Linked DNA regions of Sus scrofa: region 1 is linked to region 2. The links are chromatin contacts, called in public Hi-C maps. All regions are on one chromosome and are shown on one strand. The core of a region is the stretch at or near the end of the contact, and the rest is flanking DNA. Distances in the headings are between cores, read along the strand shown.

What was found. A called contact is a pair of places that touch in the nucleus more often than the background predicts.
Region 1: a contact with region 2 is called in a Hi-C map of liver, with 6 times the contacts expected there. A contact is called at or near these places in 3 of 47 Hi-C or Micro-C datasets (embryonic fibroblasts, fetal heart ventricle and liver) and 1 of 2 datasets of targeted methods (skeletal muscle).

The regions. Positions count from the first base shown.
Region 1 is chr4:118,538,232-118,541,534 of Sscrofa11.1, reverse strand. No RefSeq gene overlaps it. Among named protein-coding and RNA genes, the nearest start is that of PALMD, 110 kb to the right of the region's middle.
Region 2 is chr4:118,393,490-118,397,053 of Sscrofa11.1, reverse strand. The region is part of intron 3 of PALMD (palmdelphin); the gene reads left to right. It overlaps LOC110260438 (a long non-coding RNA gene), which reads left to right. Exons shown (of 2, transcript XR_002343735.1): 2 at 1-3,564. Among named protein-coding and RNA genes, the nearest start is that of PALMD, 33 kb to the left of the region's middle.

The sequences.
Region 1 (3,303 bases), core at 510-3,009, 140 kb before region 2:
TGTACCTCAGCCCTACAGGTAATGACTACTCCTTGCATGTGCTATTCTTACATTTTTTAGAATCCTCTTTTATTATCTAATCTCTCATTACTCAAAACCCCTGCTATAGTAAACAATTCTTCAACTCTCTCTATTCAAATGACTAATTGTCTGATTTCTGTTTCCTGATTGGACACAGACTGATGCAATCACATCATTTTTCCTCCAAGCCAGTGGTTTGAATAGCATAACAGCAGGCTTTAGAATACCTTCCCTCTAAAGATCTTCAAACTATTTCATTGCAGAGCCTACACTCAACCACAAGCTAAAAAAGGAGGGGAGGGAGTATTTTCTTTTTCTCGTCACATAGGAAATTGCCAACAGGGCACCTGTATGTAACATGTGAGTCAGATATGCGAAGAAGCTTGCAATTTTCCTTCTGTGCCCCTGAATAGAAGGCACGATAGACAGAGCACTTGTGCCTCCCACAGTTCTTCACTCAGTCCCTCCCTGGGGACCACCCAGGCTGGAAGAAAGAATTGCTCAATATATGAATAAAGCTTTCCATCGATGGGAAAGCCCAGCAGGAGAGAGAAATTCCTGTTTCTCTTTTCACATGCCACCTAAGACTTCATTACAAGACTACAGTTCTTTCCAAACTTTTAAAAAATCAAAGTGAAATGCTATGCATAGCCTTCCAAAATCCCGTGTGATTTTTTTATATGCCTATTTGATTATCATATACGTTTCTACTTGGAGTTATTCCTTCTATATCCCTAACTGGTGAAAGTTAGAAGATAGACCAGAGTCTACAATAACAGTGAGAATAGGAGAGAGAGGAAAAGAATTTGTTTTTCATATGTTAATGCATTCAAATTTGACACGTTTGAAAAATTCTGACTGGCCAATCAACAGATTTGGAAAAAAAAATGGCAGAATCAGAAAACTATAGACTATGGATAAGAAGGAGAATCAGAATTCCTTTATTCACATCATTCCCTGATATTAGAACACCCTGCAGAATTCCCATTCCTGTGACTGTCTCACCCCATGGAAAACTCAGTATTAACACTACAGTCCATTCTATATATAGACAACTGATTGTTAGAAAGTGCTGTCTATTTTGAACTGAAGTCTGTTACCATCGTTCCTGGTTAGATGCCTTGGGTTTCCTTGTAAGCCTCAGTCCTTTTTTATACAGCAGCCTTAAAATAGCTAAAGGCATCTCCGCTGTTCTCCCTTACGACACTGTCTGTGTACCTTTGGTAATGATGAACTTTGGCTCACTCCCAGAACAAGGCTCCTGGAACAACTAAGATAGTAATTCTCATCAACGATGCGATGAGACAAAGTTCTCCTCATTCTACTTGCACAAGCAATGAGACACGGAATGCACAGGTCCAATTTCACTAGAGTCTGGGGGGGGAATAAAACCAAGCCACATTTCCAAAATTCCTCCTCAGAGGAAGATGAGGAGCAGAAGCCACTTCAGGCTGGAAATGCTTCCTTCTATCTAGAATACCTTTTAGGGCCCCAGAAACTCTGAGACCCCTGTACTTCTGGAGACTGAGCCTCTGATCCCAGGATCTGGCTGAGTTTTTCTCAAAGGACCTCTGAGTATACAGCTAACTCGTGGAATACGAGAATGTGAAGAAAGATATTTTACACTGACATTTTAACATTTCCTCTAATGGTCTTCTCAATTCATTTTAGGTAGTCTGTTAGCTGATAGGTCCTCCTAAAAAGGTATTTCTCTATTGGGATACCAAAGTAAATGTTGACAGTATACTGTTTGCAGAAGTTGGTTAGGATGTAGTGCTAGGTTAAGGACTGAGTTCAAAGACCCAGTATTTTTCATGCAATCAATAATGGGAGTGGACATCACATGCTAAAACTTGCGTTACATTTTGCACTAGTAAAGAAGAGATAAAAGGGTTCCAGATCTCAGAAAATGACTGAAAAATCACATCAATGGAATCTGCGTTCAGAGCTCATACCTGAGACTTTTCAGACTAATCTCAGTTGTAAGACATAGACCCCAATCCCTCACCCCCAACCCCACAATGCAATCATATTTCTTCTTTCTTAAATGTCCGATGTTGATTGATATTATATGATATACACTATTTTAGGTAACATACATATGTCTCAGAGGAACTTTAAAATAAAAGATATTCACCAGTTATGTTTATGCTGTGAAATAGGACAGCAGGGAACTCTAAGCACAATTGTGAGTACCAAGTGTACCGATGATAGCAAACCCCAAAGCTGGTCAAGATTATGGGAAAAAGAACCAGTGCCATGAATGAGCTCCTCCTTTACATTGGGAGGGAAGGGAAATATATTTCAACACAAGATAGCAGATGCTAAATGCCAAAATAGAACTATCTATGTACACAAAAGGGAGAGGAATCCAGCAGATGGGGAAGGCTTCCCAGAAAATGAACCCCTTATCCTGAGCCCATGAAGTAAGATCTGGATAAATGAAAGGGAGAGAGCAGGGCATTTCAGATGGTGGAAACTATATTATCAAAATGGGGAGGCAGAAATGTGCAGAGTATTTCCATTAAACAGTTAGCCCAGTTGGACTGGAAAGAAGGATTCAATGAGAGATAAGCATGGAAGGCAAACAGGTTAGAGGCCAGAGGGTAAAGGGTCTGAAAATGCTTAATTGAAAATGAAAACTTCAACTTGTTAGGAACAGAGGAGTTTCCAAGAAGAATACTTTATCACTGGCATGATTTAGACTTGCTGGTGCATAATGATTTTTTAAAAGGTTAGTAGATGCAAACCGTTACATTTAGAATGGATAAGCACGGAGTTCCCGTCCTGGCGCAGTTGTTGACGAATCTGACTAGGAACCATGAGGCTGGGGGTTCGGTCCCTGCCCTTGCTCAGTGGGTTAAGGATCCAGCGTTGCCGTGAGCTGTGGTGTAGGTCGCAGACGCGGCTCGGATCCCGCGTTGTTGTGGCTCTGGCGTAGGCCGGTGGCTACAGCTCCGATTCGACCCCTAGCCTGAGAACCTCCATATGCTGTGGGAGCGGCCCAAGAAATGGCAAAAAGACAAAAAAAAAAAAAAAAAGAATGGATAAGCAATGAGCACAGGGAACTCTGTCCAATATCTTAGGATAGAACATGATGGAGGACAGTATGAGAAAAAGAATGTATATATATGCATGACGGGGTCACTTTACTGTACTGGAGAAACTGGCACAACATTGTAAATAAACTATAATTTTTTTAAAAAGTAAACTGATTTTAGTTGGTATTATTATTGTTTTTCAACTCTCTATAGACACAGCATCTCCTTTCTGCCTTCATCC
Region 2 (3,564 bases), core at 109-2,608:
ATCTCATGCAAAACAACTTGAAACACAGATTTTAGGCCACGAACAGGGATGTCACAGATTTCTGGCTGTGCTGACATGAGTAAAGGAGGAGCAAAGGAGCAAATGAACAAGCCAGAACATGGAAGGAACATTAGTTTCAGGGACCCATCCTTTAGATGGTGGTCGTGAAGAAAGAATGTTTAAAAGCAGAGACTCGCTGTGTGAAAGGAAGGGTCTGCCATAGGGACCAGGCTTCCGCCCTCCCCAGGCGAGTCCCCAGAGACGAAATCTACAGCACAGGAAACTTCCACACCATCCCTTGCTCTGCCATAAAGCAAAGGTCGCTCAGGTCATTTAGACCAATGACGGCTAACTGGTCTTTATTGGTTATTCTAGTTATACTGAGGTCGGAATTTATATTTTTGGTCTTCAAATAATAAGAGTCCTGTTCTTCATATCAAATATGAACAATTAACACTAGAAGCAAAGTAAAAATGAAGTGGATAGAAAGCAGAAAATATAGTGGGTGCTCTATAATACTGTTAGAGATAAATGTTAAGGGTTACAAGGCACAAAGCCAGTAATTATTTCTGGGTGGAGAGAGTCAACGGCTGTATACATCACTGAATATGTTTTGTCATCTCATAATATGGTTACAAGTAGTACCTTCGCTAAAAATAATTTTCCCCTACAACTTTTTTTTTTTTTTAAGAAAAAAAGCTTTTCCAAAATCTTGGATAAGCACATCAGCAGTTAACCTGCCATCTACAACAGTATTTGAAGGTCACTTGGGAAACTCATGTCACTTATGTAGAGGTCAATTTGAAGTACTACTACAATTATTTAGCTCTTAATAAGTGTTTGGCATGTCCTGCAAGGTTCTCTCCAGGCCCTAATTAAAACCACACACCCTGCTTCTGTCCTGGCAGAATATTTGGGAAGCCCATAACTAACCAATTCACCACACCACACCAACCTCCAGGGCACGCGTTTATTTGCATTCACTTGAAAACTACCTTTGCAACTTGCACATAAAAGTGACTGATTCTCTGAAAACCGGTTCGGCTTCTTGTTTTTAATGGCAAATGCAACCCTTAATTTACAAAATATTATTCTGATTAAGAGGACTGGCTTTTCTACTAAATCATGCTCTTCTGACATTACCTGTGTACCAGGCAGTTTCAGATCAAGATAGTATCAGATAACTGTTAATATTTACAGAGTTATGTTAGGAGATGAGATTCACCCATGCAAGAGCTATTCACATATAACCATAAATTATTCAGCTTTTCTAAACATCTGCTGTTCCCAATTATCAGAGCAAACTGACACTTGTTTCAATGTCACTGTCGGACCAGCTCTTTGCTAGTTATCTTGAAGCTGCTGTGCTGTAGTGCTCGTCCTGTTCTTCACTGCTCAGGATTAGAGGCAGTAGATCTGGCTCAGGCAAACTTAGCATTTGCTCCATGCCAAATGCCCTTTATTTCTCTGGCGGGCTTACCCATGGCATGTGATTGTTTGCACTGGTGGGTTAGATCTTTCTCATTACAAGCATGCTCTTTGGCAAGGGCCAACTATAGGGCAATTCTTGTCCTATATTCATGCATAGAAGTATTCTTCATCTTTTATTTTCTTTCTAAAAATTTTTTACTGTTATTCCCCCAATAAAATTTTTTTTCCCACTGTACAGCATGGTGACCCAGTTACACACACATGTATACGTTCTTTTTTCTCCCATTATCATGCTCCACCATAAGTGACTAGACATAGTTCTCAGTGCTACACAGCAGGATCTCATTGCTAATCCATTCCAATTTTTTGATATAGTTTTATTTCAGTTTGGTGAATAAAGTGTGCCTGACATGTAGTAGGTGCTTAATTAAAGTCTGTTAAATGTCTAGTGCAATTTATTGGACCCCAACTTTAAAAATAAAACAAAGCCCACCTTCTACTAGATTACATACTCTCAGTTTTATTGGGAAAACAGAGTTTGACATTCCCATTGGCCAAATTATCTATAGAGATAAAAATATCTGTAACCTCTGACCCATTAGTAATAACATACCCATATGTGTACTCAACAGTATCTGCTGCAATTTTAGAGCTACTCTCTTAGATAAATTATGATTTAAAAATAATAAAATAAGGGAGTTCCCATAGTGGTGCAGCAGAAACAAATCTGACTGGTATCTGTGAGGATGTGGGTTTGAGCCCTGGCTTTGCTCAGTGGGTTAAGGATCCGGCGCTGCCATGAGCTATGGTGTAGGTCACAGATACGGCTCAGATCCTGGTTGCTGTGGCTGTGGTGTAGGCCGGCAAAGCTATAGCTCCGAATCAACCCCTAGCCTGGGAACCTCCATATGCCCTAGGTGTGGCCCTAAAAAGCCAAAAAAAAAAAAAATTAATTTTAAAAATAAAATTAAAAAAATAATAAAATAAAATAAGCCTTCCTTTTTTCATTGCAAACCTTATCCATTCAATATTAACTAACTTAATAATGTCAACACAAACCATGGTGGATTTGATATCATTTAGAAAAAGCATGCAAATTCTTTAACTACTAGGAGCAAAAACTTTTTTTTTCTATTTTTACTGTTGAACTATCTGAAATGCATGATACTAATGATTCATCCTGCAAACCAACAAAAAAAAAAATATGAAAAAAATTCCTAAAATTTGTCACACCAAGGTATATCCACCATAGGACTATACAATAAGTAGTATACTGGCTTTGTTGCTTTAAAAGATTCTAGAACAGTAGCTTCAACAAGATTAGAAAGGTTCATTTTCCTCCTACTCAGAGCAATCCTAGCTGGGAGAAATTCAAGGGAGGGGAGCAGGAATGTTACATGATATGATAAGAGACCCTGTTTCTTTCTGTCTGGTTGCTTTGCCACCCCTAAGGAATGCCCTTGGTTGTAAGGTCAAAGGCAACTCCCATCACCAGGTCTGCATTTCAGCTTAGGAAGAGGAAGATAAATGAAGGTCAAACAGCTCGATTTTTAGGCTATGATATGAAAATTGCTGAGGTCACTCCTGCTAATATCCTATTGGCCAGAATTTAGTCACCTGATATTATTTAAAAGCAAAGGAGACTGGGAAATGTAGTCTGTAGCAGGACCGCAGGGAGACACATAAAACTCAGGGAGTTCTACTATTAAAAAGAACAGGAGGGATGGATTTGGGGGAAAATAAGCAGGTTGACAAAGCAGACTAGCATATTCTTTCATTAATTCAAAAGACCCATTTAATAAATGGCATTTATTAAATAGACACTCTTCCCATAAATATGGAAATTCTAATAATGTTGGAGCACTGTTTTTACTTACTCTCTAGAACAGTAAATTGCAAGGAAATTTTCAAGGACAGGTGTGTTCTTGAAGTGATATTAGCACCGTGCTTGCTCTATAATCATTCATATTGAAGTTGAATATCAAATCCAAAAATGGACCTGCTAGGTTTTCTCTTTCACTGGAGTTGTCAGAGGTGGCTATCCTCTCCCTAGCTGACTGAGGAAGAGAAAGGGGGTAACTAATCATTATTGAGGAGTTCTTCTCTATCAAGCCCTGTGCTAGAGACTTACAA